2 separate regions of the Ovis aries genome follow, and region 2 is linked to region 1. The links are chromatin contacts, called in public Hi-C maps. All regions are on one chromosome and are shown on one strand. Each heading gives the region's core, a stretch centred on a gene start, on an enhancer-like site or on the middle of the called end of the contact. The rest is flanking DNA. Distances are from core to core; before and after follow the strand shown.

Region 1 (7,685 bases), core at 3,749-6,248:
TCTCCATTCCAAGGGCTCCTCAGAGTGTGGTGCATGGTACTTTCCCTCTGAATGTGGTTCTATTGCTTCTACTGTGCTGTGCTGGGTTTTGTTTATTTTTTCTGCGTTTTTAAATATTTATACAACACAGCCTTTAAATACAAGTTGACTAGTTTATCTGGTGTTTAACTGAGGACACTGAACTGAGTTCAAACGCTAGACAATAATCCAACTATATATCCTTCTTTTAGGAAAACTAAAGAGTTTCTACTTTTGGAACCCAACTGCAGTTAAAGATGCTACAACACTGTACTTTGTATCTAAGGACAAAGATGGTCCCTAGCCAGGAAAACTTCAGATCCTTTTAGTTTACTTGCTCCAATATTGGGCAAATAAATTTGAAAACTACTTTCCACAGTGAAAAAAGATCTCTGTGTGAAATGAGGTTATTTTTGTTTTGTATTGGTTTGCCTTTTCTCTTTCCAGTGACATTGTCTCCTTGCAAATTAACCCTCATCATGGGTGAGGCCTTTGCTTAAGAAACTGACAACAACACACTCTGATAAGTTAACTTAGCATAAACTTCCAAGTAAAAGGAACCCCTGCCGGGTGGAATATTGGGTTAGAAGTTCTCCAAATTTCCTCCCAAACCTCTCACTCTGTAGTGATATTCCAGCAGCCCTAAATTTACTAGAACCAAGTTTTCTGAATAACTGCTGGTCTCTTTCCTTTAACCAAGCACATTAGCTGCTCTCCAGACCCTTCAGTTCCTTTGGTAGCTGGATCATCAGCTGCACTTTGGGCCACTTTGCAGGGCTGTGGGGACTACTGCTCAGACCTGCAGGGACGTATTTAACCTGCTGATTTTGGGGTGGCCCCAGTTACTTACTGCTCTTGTCTGCCTTTTTTTAGATCAGTGTAACCACGCGTGGATAGTTAAATTTAAGGAAGATTAAGTGTTATTTGTGAATATTTGTATCCTGGAAGCCCAGGCAGGGGTTGAGGTCTACTCTCGAGCCCTGTGAAAGCAGAACAGACTTCTAGGCCTTGAGCACAGGGCCTCTAGTCAGAAAAGCAGGACACCAGCACGGCTGAGGAAAACTTGCAGGGAAAGGCTACCAGCCCTTGCCTTGATGTTTGGGGCTGCCTAATAGTCTCCGTGTCTCCTTAAAGCTGTCTTGCCTTGTTGTGACCCGTTTCTGACTATGTTTAAAAATGGTTTTCTTGTTGCACTATCCAGAGACCCTCAGTTGAACTTTCATTCCCCTTCTCAGGGGCATATTGCCATGAATGGGCTTAAAAAGCCATATCCTCTGACAATTTCCTTCCCCATACCTCGCTTTCCACCCAGTCTCACAACTCTTGTCCCCCAAATCTGAGTGTGCTTTCCTGATAGTGAGGTGGGCCAGTTACAGGACTGCCCAGTAAGCCTTCCGTTTATCAAGCCTCAGCCCCAGCGTATTTTCCTTTAGGAGGCCGGCACTCCCTCAAGCGCCAGTCCCCAGTTCCCACCCACCTGAGACCTACTCCTCTCGCTCACACGGCAGCTGCCTGATCATCGATCTGGTCTGTCTACTTGACTGCCTTTCACCTGAAGCTGTTACCTCAACAACTGGGTTTTATTCATCCTTCCCCACAGTTCCTGCAAGGAGTGTTTTGAGGGATAATTGACCTGCCTGGGGAGTTTTTATCTTCTTATTTTCCTCAGCTCTCACATTTTTACACTTTCATACATTTTCATATAAACAGAAATATGGAACAGCACACAGTGAATACTCATTTATCTAGATTTACCATTTTACTAATTGCTTACACCTTGCCATGTTTACTTCACCTGTTTTTGCTCAACCTGTTCTGTTTTTGCTCAACTATTTCAAAGTGAATTTCAGATTTAATAACATTTTACCCCTAAATACATCTCTGAAAATAATGACATTTTCTGACAGAACCATAATACCATTTTCACACATATTCATATTATCACACCTAACAAATAGTTCCCAAATGTCACCATTGTCCCCAGAAGATTTCTTATGAATGGTTTATTTAAATTAGAATCCACTTTGGGTATACCTTAGTAGGTCCTTGACCAACCAGTTGGAGACATTCAGCTATTATGTTCCTAAATCTCTTTTAACTTTCAACAGTCCCTTCCCCTCTTTCCCATGTTTATTGACTTATTGAAGAAATCTAGCCAATTCTATCAAAAGTCCCACTTTCTTGGTGTTGTTTAACTTTGCCAGACTTCCGAGGTGAGCTGACCTAAGGAAGAACCATAGGCACCGCTGCAGGAGTCTCCTCCGTGTCAAGGACCTCCCACTCTATCCTCTTCTTTGTTCTCATCGTCTCAGCACAGATCCTTGAGGCATCAAGACTGGACACTTAACCCTGTGCTCTCACACCTTCTGCTTGGATGTCCCTTTCCTGTCCTTGCCGTCAGCTAGTGTGAGCCTTCCAACCAAGCAGGGGCCTGCACAGCTCTCCCATCACTGCCAGCAACAACCACACGAGACCTTGGTGCCCATAAAGCATGTTGGGGAGAAAGTGTTTGAACCTAGGACTCTTGAGTCTCCATGAATGAATCTTTTCATTATCAGTGGCAGCAACCAGGAGCCCCCATTTTGAGTGAAGTTAAACTCCTTCCTTTTTATGCCATTCATGCGGTTCTTCAGACAAGAATACTGGAGTGGTTTGCCATTCTGTCCTCCAGTGGACCACATTCTGTCAGAACTCTCCGCTATGACCCATCCATCTTGGGTTGCCCTGAGTGGCATGGCTCATAGCTTTATTGAGTTACTCAAGCTCCTTCACCATGACAAGGCTATGAGCCTTGAAGGGGCTTCCACTGACTGGTTCAAAATTGGGAAGGGAGTATGACAAGGCTGTATATTGTCATCCTATTTATTTAACTTTTATATAGATCATGCAAAATGCCAGGCTGAATGAATCACAAGCTGGAGTCAAGATTGCCAGGAGAAATATCAACAACCTAAGATATGCAGATGATACTCTAATGGCAGAAAGTGAAGAGGAACTAAAGAGTCTCTTGATGAGGGCGAAAGAGGAGAGTGAAAAACCTGGCTTAAAACTCAACAGTCAAAAAACTAAGATCATAGCATCTGATCCCATCACTTTATGGCAAATAGAAGGGGAAATAGTGGAAGGAGTGACAGATATTATTTTCTTTGGCTCCAAAATCACTGCGCATGGTGACTGCAGCCATGAAATTAAAAGACACTTGCTCATTGGAAGAAAAATTATGACAAACCTAGACAGCATATTAAAAAGCAGAGAGATGACATTGCCGACAAAGATCCATATAGTCAAAGCTATGATCTTTCCAGTAGTCATGTACAGATGTGAGAGTTGGATTATAAAGAAAGCTGAACATTGAAGAACTGATGCTTTCAAATTGTGGTACTGGAGAAAACTCTTGAGAGTCCCTTGGACTGCAAGGAGATCAAACCAGTCAATCCTAAAGGAAATCAACCCTGAATATCCATTGGAAGGACTGATGCTAAAGCTCCAATACTTTGGCCATCTAATGGGAAGAGCCAAATTACTGGAAAAAACCTTGATGCTGGGAAGGATTTAAGGCAAAAGGAGAAGAGGGCAGCAGAGGATGAGATGGTTAGATAGCATGACTGTCTCATGCTAATGAGACATGAATTTGAGCAAACTCCAGGATATAGTGAAGGACAGGGAAGCCTGGTGTCTTGCAGTTCATGGGGTCTCAAAGAGTCAGACACGACTGAGCAACTAAACAACAATAAGCTCTCCTTCAACTTCCATGAAGTCAATGCTGTTTAGTCACTAAGTCATGTCCAACTCTTAAGACCCCATGAACTGTAGCCCTCTAGGCTCCTCTATCCATGGGGTTTCCCAGGCAAGAAAACTGGAATGGGTTGCCATTTCCTTTTCCATGAAGTCATTAAACCTCTTAAATTCATCCCAGGAAAAGAGCCTGTTTTCTAAGTGATGTCAGGTCCAGTAGTCCCACCCCGACTCTCTTGCCCCCAAATAGTCTGTCTCCAGGCAGAAAATCATTCCCACTGACTCCTGCTGGCAACAAAGAGATTTCCACTGATTTGGTGGAGAAACATGACAGGATTTAGCCTCTGCTGTAAAGTCAATGGACAATTGTCTTGGCTGAGATGCTCCAGCAAATCACCTGGGAAGAGTAGGATCTACTTTCCATTTCAGAGGGATGGGTGGAGGTGGGAGGTGGTAGGCAGCTTGGAGTGGGGAGAAAGAATGAAGTTCAGGGGGCGGGGGCAGGCTGGGAATAGCTGTGGGTTTAAATTGGAAGTCCTAGGCCACAGGCAGTCAGAGAACATGAAAATTCAGGCATACAGAGGATTCCTGAAAGTGTTGATCCCTCTTTAGGGGAAGAGAGAAGTGGAGGAGGACAGTCATGGCAGCAGAGGGTGTGGGCTGGAACCCCTGGAGGGACAGTTCCAGCCAGCCTGATATGAATATCTGTTTACTTTGGCTCCGTGGAATTTCTAGTTGTTTATTTATTTTTTTAACAAAGAAAAAACTCTCCAACAACTCATGTCTAGTGGTGGAGTAGGTCCTGTTTTATTCTTCCTGAACGTGGTAAAATGCCTGATACCGAAGAGGAGAAACAAGAGGACTTTATAATTTTACAGGCTTCCCTGGGGGCTCAGCTGGTAAAGAACCCACCTGCCAATGCAGGAGATGCAAGAGATCTGAGTTCAACTCCTGGGTCAGGAAGATTCCCCTGGAGAGGGAAATAGCAACCCACTCCAGTATTCTTGCCTGGAAAATTCCATTGACAGAGGAGCCTGGTGGGCTACAGGCCATGGGGTTGCAAAGAGCTATACTTTTACACAAAATTCTCAACTGGGAGATTATAGTTAAAACTTTTCATTTCCTGGCTTTTCCTTTTCCTAACTCTGTTTCCTGTTTTCCCTTTTGCTGTGGTGCTCTCTTCCCTACCCCCCTACACACAGTCACATTCCACTCTCTGGCAAAATCAGAACATTATTTGGTTTTGAAATAGTCACTGCGGAAGTTTATGAAATCTTTTTCTCTAGAGGTTTCATTAAGGCGGATCTGAGCCTGTCTCTTTTGCAACAGCTTAGGGAGAGTGGGGGGAGGGTGCTGGTGAGAGATCAGGTGACCCCTCAAGGACTCCCCTCTTTGTGGCACAATAGCAACTTGATCCCCAGAGTAGGGAGACGGCAGGAGCGGTAGAAACTTCTGTGTGCCCTCCTCAAGACCCAGTGGGAGGCCTGGGCTTTTTGGCAGGTCACTTGGCCTCCGCTTTGCTACATGGTTGATTTGGAAAGCAGATTGCTGAGAACAGCAAGGAAAGCTGGAACCTTGAAAATCGCTTTTATGTCAGGGCCTTCCTAACGCACAATCAGGGATGGATCACCTGGGCATGCAGAGGGCCCTACCATTTCCTGGCGTCAGCCACGTGGGGTGGAAATTCCTGTGTGAAGCCACGGTGGGAAGTGGGGCCTCAGAGTTTCAAACAGCTTTGGCTTTCTGGAAGTACATTAGGAAGCTGACTAAGTAACTGGAAATCATCACTTGAGCTTTAAAGCAGATTAATACTTTATTTGAAGGCAATGAATACAGAAAATAGCCAAAAGATTTTGTATAACAAACAAAAACAAAAAGGGTGTTGGTGGGAGAGGGAGGGAGAGAGTGGTTGGAGTTAGTGTCTTCAAGTTCTGAATAATCTGCAGTGTGAGTTTCAGGAAGTTGACTTGGTTGTCTATGTGAATTGCACTTGCCCTTTCTGGACTTCTATCTTTAGGTTCTTTCTTCCTGCTCTTTAGCCTCTGCTTCTCTGAGGTCAGCCCCCGACTTCTTCAGTAATTCTTTCCTGGGCCACCAGCGCTTCTTGGGCTTTAGGAAACCCTCCCTTCTCTGTCCTTCCCCAGTGTTCCAGTGACTGAAGTCTCACTGGGCACACAGCAATCATTCCTATGATCTGAGCTGGTGCCCAGGAGTCATCAATAGCTGTGCTGGTCCACACGCTGCTCCCTGGAGCTTGGAAGGCATCTCCTGGGCCTACAGCTGTGGCTAGGACATAAGCCCTACCTGTTAAAGGAAGGAAAGAGAACACTTAATGACAAGTTTTATTTTGTCTTATTTTCTAGTTATAAGTGAAATCACTATCAGAGAAAAATTTTGACTGTAAAGTTGGCATCTTTCTCTCTCCCAATACACACACACACACACAGACATACACACAAAAAATTGTTGTTTAGTCACTAAGTGAAAGTTGCTCAGTAGTGTCCAACTCTATGCGACCCCATAGACTGCATAGGTCCATGGAATTATCCACCCCAGAATACTGGAGTGGGTAGCCTTTCCTTTCTCCAGGGATCTTCCCAACCCAGGGATTGAACCCAGGTCTCCCACCATTGTAGGCAGACTCTTTGCCAGCTGAGCCACAAGGGAAGCCCTAAATCACTAAATCACATCCAACTCTTTTTCAGTCCTATGGACAGAGGAGCCTGGTGGGCTACAGACTGTAGCCAGGCTTCTCTGTCCATGTGATTTCCCAGGCAAGAATACTGGAGTGGGTTGCCGTTTCATTTTCCAGGGGATCTTCTGGACCCAGGAATTGAATCCAGCTCTCCTGCTTAGGCAGACAGATTCTTTACCACTGAGATACCAGGGAAGCCCTATGTATAATCTATTGGGGAATCTTCTACTTTGTAAGGGAAAATAAAAGCCACTAGAAAGTAACTCCCTCAAAATCTTGCCACATCTGCAAGGATACTTATCTTCCTCCTTTCCTTCCATCATAGTTGAAGTGATTGCTCATTGCCAAGGTCATTGTAAGGTTCTATGTTTCTCTTGCAAGTCTGATAGACTTTGTTCCACTGCAGATCCCTCCTCTGTCCTGCTGCCTCACTTGCTACTGATTCCCATCATCAGTATTTAAACAAGCCTAAGTTGTTTAAAGTTATTTCTCCTAGGCTAAAAATAATATCTTCCACAGCTTCTACATTCCTTTCTAATGTATTAATGATATTTTCATAATTTTATATTCTTTTTTTTTTTTAGATCTAGAGAAATTTATTGAAACATAAAGGGTGTTAGCAGAGAGGTCATTCAGTGGTATGTTACATCATACCAGATACTTCTATATTTTTGATACTCTGGCATTTGAAGCCTTGCTGATCAGGGAAGGGTTTCCTTGCCGCTCCCCCACCCCCCAGAGATAACTAATTCCTAGCGATATAACACTACTCACCTGAGAGTGTACTTTTTCTATGCAAAGTAACCAGTTCCAGAGCCCATACCCTAACCACCTCCTTTATTGGTTTTCATAGGGTCCTTATGCTTGGCCCATTATCCTCCTGCCCTAATCACCCCAGGGCCAGATACCAGAGGGCTGAAAACAGCCTCTATGAGAGCCTACTAAAATTTTTTCAACTAACCAATCCTAAACCTTCTTACCCTGTGTTGCTTTTCTTCCTGTAAAAACCATAATCAAATCTCCTGTCTATGTTTTCCCTCTTTTTCTTCCTCCTGGGGCTTCCCTGTAAGACCCTGTGAGGCCTGGCACCCCTCCTGATCTGTTGGTCTCACATTACTAGAATAATAATGAAACCTATATTTTAAAACATTCACCTACTTCCTTGTCATTTAGTCGCTAAATTGTGTCCAACTCTTTTGAGACCCCCTGGACTAGAGCCTCTCAGGCTCCTTGGTCC
Region 2 (7,685 bases), core at 3,656-6,155, 75 kb before region 1:
AACCCAGGTCTCCCGCATTGCGGGCGGATTCTTTACCAGCTGAGCCACAAGGGAAGCCCAAGAATACTAGCGTGGGTAGGTAGCCTATTCCTTCTCCAGGGTATCTTCCCAACTCAGGAATCAAACCGGGGTCTCCTGCATTGCAGGCGGATTCTTTACCAACTGAGCTATCAGAGAATCCTCATCCAAAATTACATCCTTCTTGAATTTTCTACAGTAGGGTCTCTCATTGTCTCTTGCCTATACATTACATTCTAGCTTTTCTCAGTTACAAATCTATTTAATCTTCTTTCATAATCTTTCCCACTTGTTTTTTCTTTTCTACCCTCTACCATGACCAACCTAATTCAAGCACTGATTACCTCAGTTCTTACAAACTGCCTTCCTCCTTCTGGTCTCTTTCTTCCCTCCAACTCATTCTGAATATTATTACTGATGGGTGAAATATCTCTAAACCTATTTCAAACTTGTCACTCTTTTCCTCATAGCTTTTTAAAGGGTGAATAATAATGCCCAATATTTTAGCTATTTAAGAACTTGAAAATTTGGTTTCAGTGTGCTTGTCCAATTTCTCCTTTTTAATATTTAAATCTATTCTTAAGAAAAACCAAAACCCTCTACTCAGATTTTGCCCTTAAGCTCTAGAGAAAACTGCAATTAATCTGGTTTCTACTCTGATCACGCTGAAATTATTTTTCTAGTTTCCTAAATGCAAAGCAAATAATTAAGCTCTTCATTTTACTTAACTTTACCATGCCACACAATTTGCTCTTTCCTTATGTCATGTCCTACTAGCTGCCCTTACAGACTTTAAGCTCAAGTCACAGCAAACTACTGCTTTCTCTAACATACTGTTTTTCAGAGTGTGCTTCCACAAATGCTATTCCTTGACTCTAGAAATATCTTTCCCCAAACTCTGCTTTGTACTAATTGTTTATAATTCAGAAGAAACATTATCTCTTCTGTGGAATTCCTCCCCACTCCCATAAACATCTTTGCTCCCAAAGCACTTGTATACAGTTCCCTAACAGGATCCACAGCATTTGCATTGTAATTTTTGTTTATATTTTTCATATCCTGAGAATCTAACAAACTTTAAAGCACACTGTTGCTGTTGTTTAGTCGCTAAGTCATTTATGATTCTTTTGCAACCCCATGGACTGCAGCCTGCCAGGTTCCTCGGTCCATGGGATTTCCCAGACAAGCAGACTGGAGTGGGTTGCCATTTCCTTCTCCAGCAGATCTTCAAGACCCAGGGACTGAACTCACATCTCTTGCATTGGTAAGTGGATTCTTTACCACTGAGCCAACAGGGAAGCCCTCTGAAGCACACAGTGGACAATTAAGAGTGGGTTTTAAAAGACCTCCTGGAATGGCCATATTATTCCAGCTGTCACTCAAGTATACTATATGAAGAAGTAGTATACTTACCAGCTTTAGGAGCTCAGATTCTGAAGTCAGGATGTCTAGGTATAAATTCTGGATATACCTCAGAAGATACCACTTCAATGGCAGAAAGAGAAGAGGAACTAAAGAGCCTCCTGATGAAGGTGAAAGAGGAGAGTGAAAAAGCTGGCTTAAAACTCAACATTCAAAAACTAAGATCATGGTATCCAGTCCCATCACTTCATGGCAAATAGATGGGGAAAAAGTGGAAACGGTGACAGGTTTTATTTTCTTGGGCTCCAAAATCACTACAGACAGTGACTGAAAACATGAAATTAAGTGACACTTGCTCCTTGGAAGAAAAGCCATGACAAACCTCGGCAGTGTATTAAAAAGCAAAGACATCACTTTGTCAACAAACGTCCATCTAGTCAAAGCCATGGTTTTTCCAGATGTCATAGATGGATGTGAGAGTTGGACCATAAAGAAGGCTGAGCACTGAAGAACTGATCCTTTCAAACTGTGGTGTTGGAGAAGGCTCTTGAGAGTCTCTTGGACAGTAAGGAGATCAAACCAGTCCATCCTAAAGGAAATTAACCCTTAATATTCATTGGAAGGACTGATGCTGAAGCAGAAGCTCCAACAGTTAGGCCACCTGATGTGAAGAGCTGACTCACTGGAAAAGACCCTGCTGCTAGGAAAGATCGAAGGCAAGAGGAAAAAGAGGTGACCGGGGATAAGATGGTTGGATGGCATCACTGACTCAATGGATACGAGTTTGAGAAAACTCTGGAAGATAGTGAAGGACAGGGAAGCCTGGCTTGCTGCAGTTCACAAGTCTGCAAAGAGTAGGAATCAACTTAGCAAATGAACAATAACTACCACCACTTAACAGCCCTGTGGCACCCGGTGAGTTAATTAAGCTCTCTATGCCTTGGCTTCTTTCCTTATAAAAAGAAAATAATAAGATGTACTTTATAAGGTTATAAAGATTAAATGAATTAATATAAGCAAAGTGTTCAAAACAGTGACTGACACAAAATAAGCATTACACACACATTGTACTACTATGATTACTATACCTTGATTATTGTTTACCCTTTCCACATTGACTTCTATTTGGAATGGGCTCCTTTCATTTTTCCCTTTATCCAAATCTTACCCAGGTTTCACCCACTCCAGTATTCTTGCCTGGAAAATCCCTTGAACAGAAGAGCCTGGCAAGCTACAGTTCACGGGGTTGAAAGAGTTGGACACGACTTAGCAACTAAACCACCACCTACCCAGTTTTCAAGGTTGATGACCTCTGGTAAATCCTTTGATCATTTCAACCCATAAATGATTACTGCCTAATCTGGATATTTATAGCATCTTCTGTATCACTCTGCATTTAATTAAAACTACCTTGCATCCTTGTTGTTTTTCACAAAATGTCTACCCAATTGCTGTAAACTCTTTGAAGGTCCTAAGGACAATTTATGCACCTATCTGAGTTCCTACAGTAACTACTAAGTGCGTAGTACTTGTTATGCAAAATAATAAAGCTCAGTAGAAACTTCAACTCTGATCAAAATGTCTTTGCAATCAAAGAAATGGAGAAGACTGGGAGAACATTCCATGCTTCTCTAAGAGCCAAACTGCAAATGTATCAGCGCCAGGGAATTCTGACTCCCATTAAAATAAGCTGCTCTCAAATAGCTTCTGGGAGAAAAAACCCTCCCTGCAGAGGAATTTTGGGGAGTTCTTCCCAAATTGTAGCAGTGGACCCTTTAGGAGAAACGTGTTAGCATGACAAAATGACTGATTGAGAGTGCAGGATTTGGAATTACAGGTCTAGGTTTCAAAGGGACACTGAGCTTTAGTTTCCTTCTTTATAAAGTGCGTACTGAAACATCAATTTCACAGGTATAGGACAATCGACATCCACCCTAACATTTAACTGAAATGTAAATTCCCTTGGAAAAATTTTAAATAAATTGAAAATATGGTAATTCATAAATAACTGAACACATTTTTCAGTACACAAGAAAATGTATTAAATTAGCCACATATATTCTAAATTACCTATGAGAAAATTAAACATGTAGAGTCAATAATACAGAATTGGGATGAAGCAAAAATTCTACCACAAAATTCATCTTTTATGACACTTTCTCCATCCAGTAATTTTTTCTTCCACTTGTGATTAAAAACAAGTATTCAAAATTGTCCCCAAAGAGAAATATTTGGAAAGCACAATTTAACTTAATAGCAAGTTGGTTCTATAATTGTAGTATTCCAGTTTACAGTTCAAAAATACTTCCAAATAGGAATTAACATGAATTTAAGAAATTATGATAATGGCGAATGGCTCATATGATGATCTGAGTCAGTAATTTCAAATTAAGAGTTGTTCCAACTTGAAGCTGGCAGTCACACAGTCTAAAGGGTTTGTTTACTGTACTGACTAAACCAAACACTCCAATCTTTTAGAATTTCATCCTGGCATCCTAACAATTATTTTAAAGCAGTATAATCGCTGAAATGCCCAATACTACACAAATTAAACCGAAATGGGAAGAAGAAAAGAACAAAAGTGGCAGGTCTTATCTTTAAGCTGTGATTTTGTTCTTTTTCAATTCGAAAAAATACTGAAAAACAGAACTCTGCTGCTTGGAATGATCTTTAAACTTGGGGGAGGGGTGATATAATTTTTTAAAAATCCGGCGCCTTTAGGACACAGTGATATGTGGGGTTCATTAGGGCCTGGCTCTGTAAGCAATCAAAAGATGAAAAGAGGCATTAGTGAGGAATTTTAGTACACGGTGTAACTTTCAGCAATGTTGAAGCGTTACAATGATGAAAAGGAAATTAATCTCCGAGATGAAAATGAAGGGTCAAGTGCGGGGCTAATGGAATTTAAGGGAGATAGAAGAGGAACCGGGGGAAACCGGGGACTTGGTAGCCAAAAGGGGTAGAGTCAAGAAAGGTGTTGGAAACTAGAGGCTTAAGAAGGGGTGTGTGTGTGGTTTGTGCGTGTGTACTTGTGTGTAAGTGAGGCTTTTTTTAGCGTTGGGAAATCTAGGTGATAAACTTGTGGAGATCAAATTCGGAGATGTGGGAACAGGGAGAGAAAGGAATGTGGGGATTTCCAGGCTGGGGTAACAAGAAGTTTGGGGCGCGCGCTGTCGGGGCGCCCCTCTCTCGGAGAAGGATGGCCCCTCGAGTCCCCTGACCCGGCCGCCCCGACGCAGCCCTCACCCTCCGGCTACACGGCCCTTCAACCCGGCCAAGGCCCCTCCTCACCTCAGGCCGCGGTGACTCGCTCCTCCGCGTCTCCACAGAGCACGTCCCACTCGGCGCCTGGCCCGGCCGACTCCGTCGGCCAGCAGCCGCGGCCGCAAGCTCAGCTGCGCCCGGGCCTTCCCCGCGCGGCTCCGCGGGCCTGTCGGCTCCTTGCCTCAGCTCCGGCTAGCTCCCGGGACCTTCCAGCAGACGCGGCACGCGTCCCTCCTCCCGCTGCGGGGCAAGGCGCCCCCTGACCCCGCCCCGCGGCGCCCCGTAACGCCCCGCCCCCGGACTTGGACTCTGTAAGCTGATTGGCCTCTGTGATACTCGGCGCGCTCCGGCATTGGCTCAGCGGTAGCCCGAAGGCGAGGAGGCGGTACTCCGAGCGGCTGCTATTCCCGTAACGCGGTTCCTGGCGTCCCGGATTCCGGTGGCTGCGCCCGCGTCGCCTCTCCCAGACTAGATCGAAGGGTTCCCCCACCTCCCCTCTGCGGGCGGAAGGAGCGGAATGTTCCATTTTTCCGTGGAATAACGGGGTCGTGAACTAAAGCCCGGGTGCTACCCGTGCCGTCCGTCCTGACTTCTTGCCGAGGCTCTTTTGGCCTGCGTTCAGTGCCTTCCCCAGGGACCTCGGAGCCGCGAGGGACTGCCGGCTGTCCTTGGGGACTGGGGAAGCGTGGGAGTTCCTCAGGGAATGTGAAGGGCTCGGTGACAATGATTCCATGTGAGATTACCGCAGATTGTGGCGGCTTCGGCTCCAAGCCTTACGTAAAAGAACCTTGCCATGATATATATTTTTAAGTTAATAAATATGTTTGGGTGTGATCGATCAGAGAACCTCAGAGTTGGTGACACGCCAAGAAACTAGTTTTTCTTGCAATTTGTACTTCCAATCTGTGACAAAAATACCAAATAAAAACAAATTTCATTACAACCTTTCTCTTTCCCGCTAGTGGTCTGGGAAATGAACCTTTAGGCTCACTTTGATGTATATTTTTTTCAAAGTAAGATGAGAAGCTTAAAAGATAAATGGTGTGTGTGTGTCTGTGTGTGTCTGTGTGTATCAAGAAAAACCCAAGGCCAGCGCCTTTTGTGGAAAAATGGCAGGCTATTGGAGGGCAATAATTGAACAAATTATACCCATAAATTAACAATTGTAACGTTTTTCATTAAATTGAGGATTCAGATACAGTAAAACACAAAGCAAATTATGATCTCCTAGTTGATCAGATAATTTTTAAAACACAGGGAAATGGGCCTGTTTTGTGTCCAGCTAAGGGAGTCCCAGGCCAGCTCGGGAGTTGTGCTGCAGAAGAGACAAAGCTCCATTGTGTGTTTGGTTCTTGCTGCTTCCTGTCATCCTATATCTAACCTCCAGAGAGTGACTGGATTGTATCCTAGCTCAGCCATTTATGGGTATATTTATTTTAAAACAAACTTATAAAATGTTAAATGAGGGGGGATAAACTAGGAGTTTTATATGCACACTACTATATATAAATCAGATAACCAAGGACCTACTGTGTAGCACAGGGAACTACAGTCAATATCAACAACCTCAGATATGCAGATGATACCACCCTAAAGGCAGAAAGTTAAGAGGAACTAGAGTCTCTTGATGAAAGTGAAAGAGGAGAGTGAAAAAGCTGGCTTAAAACTCAACATTGAAAAACTAAGATCATGGGAAAAAAGAAACCGCACTAAAATCATGGCACCCTGTTCATCACTCCAAGGCAAAAAGATGGGGAAAAAGTGGAAACAGTGACAGATTTTATTTTCTTGGTGTCCAAAATCACTGTGGACAGTGACTGCAGCCATGATGTTAAAAGACACTTGCTCCTTGGAAGAAAAGCTATGACCAACCCAGACAGCATATTAAAAAGCAGAGACATTCTTTGCCAACAAAGGTCTGTCTAGTCAAAGCTATGGTTTTTCCAGTACTCTTGTATGGATGTGAGAGATGGACTATAAAGAAGGCTGAGCGCCAAAATGATGCTGTCAAACTGTGGTGCTAGAGAAGACTCTTGAGAGTCCCTTGGACTGTAAGGAGGTCAAACCAGTCAATTCAAAAGGAAATCAGTCCTGAATATTCATTGGAAGGGCTGAAGCTGAAGCTTCAATACTTTGACCACATGATTCGAAGAGCCAACTCATTGGAAAAGACTTTCATGCTGGGAAAGATAGAGGGCAAGAGGAGAGTGGGCGACAGAGGATGAGATGGTTGGATGGCATTACAGACTCAACAGACATGAGTTTGAGCAAACTCAGGGAGATGGTGGAGGACAGGGAAGCCTGGTGTGCTTCTGCCCATGGGGTTTAAAAGAGCTGGACACAAGTTAGTGACTGAACACCAACAATTAGGGAAAATAATCTGAAAAAAATAGTATATGTAACTGAATCACTTTGCTATACTCTTGAATCTAACACAACATTGTAAATAAAGTGTTATTCAATTTAAAAAATGAAAATTAAAAAAAAATATTTGGGGCTTAATGGCAACCCACTCCAGTACCGCAGAGCAACTGAGTCTGTGTGCCACAACTATGGAGCCTGTGCTCTAGAGCTGGGGAGCCACAACTACTGAGCTCATGTGCTGCAACTACTGAAGCCTGCACACCTTAGCGCCTATGCTCTGCAAGAAGAGAAGCCACCATAATAAGAGGCCTGCGAACTGCAACTAGAGAGCTACAGAGTAGCCCCTGCTCGCCACAACTGGAGAAAAAACCATGCAGCAGCAAAGACCCAACACAGCCACAGGCACACACACAAAAAAACTTAAAAATTTCATTTAGATCTAATGGACATTTATTTAGGGGCACTATATACCAGTTAAGTGTATTTTCTCTTTTCAAATTGCATGGGTTTGAATACCGGTGCTGCTACCTTCCATGTCTATGAACTTGGGCAGGTCTTCTCAGATTCTTCAATCAAATGAGAAGAAAACAGTACCGTCAACTTTAAAAAAGTGTAAAATGTGAGAGTTGCAAGTTAAGTTTCATTTGGGGCAAAATGAAGACAATTGCACCGGAGAA

The links. A called contact is a pair of places that touch in the nucleus more often than the background predicts.
Region 2: a Hi-C map of liver shows a contact between it and region 1, with 4 times the contacts expected there. The contact joins the promoter of IL6ST here to the enhancer-like site in region 1. A contact is called at or near these places in 3 of 16 Hi-C or Micro-C datasets (blood, liver and omental adipose tissue).

What each region holds. Positions count from the first base shown.
Region 1 is chr16:23,291,329-23,299,013 of ARS-UI_Ramb_v3.0, reverse strand. No RefSeq gene overlaps it. Among named protein-coding and RNA genes, the nearest start is that of IL6ST, 73 kb to the left of the region's middle. Within about 2 kb of position 4,998, at least 12 of the 54 cell types and tissues checked have an H3K27ac peak or open chromatin away from gene starts, as enhancers often do. A contact at or near this core is called in liver, where this site is marked.
Region 2 is chr16:23,365,813-23,373,497 of ARS-UI_Ramb_v3.0, reverse strand. It overlaps IL6ST (interleukin 6 cytokine family signal transducer), which reads right to left and starts at 4,905. Exons shown (of 16, transcript XM_012096909.4): 1 at 4,672-4,905. It overlaps LOC114118738 (small ribosomal subunit protein bS18m-like), which reads right to left and starts at 4,695. Exons shown (of 1, transcript XM_042233780.2): 1 at 1-4,695.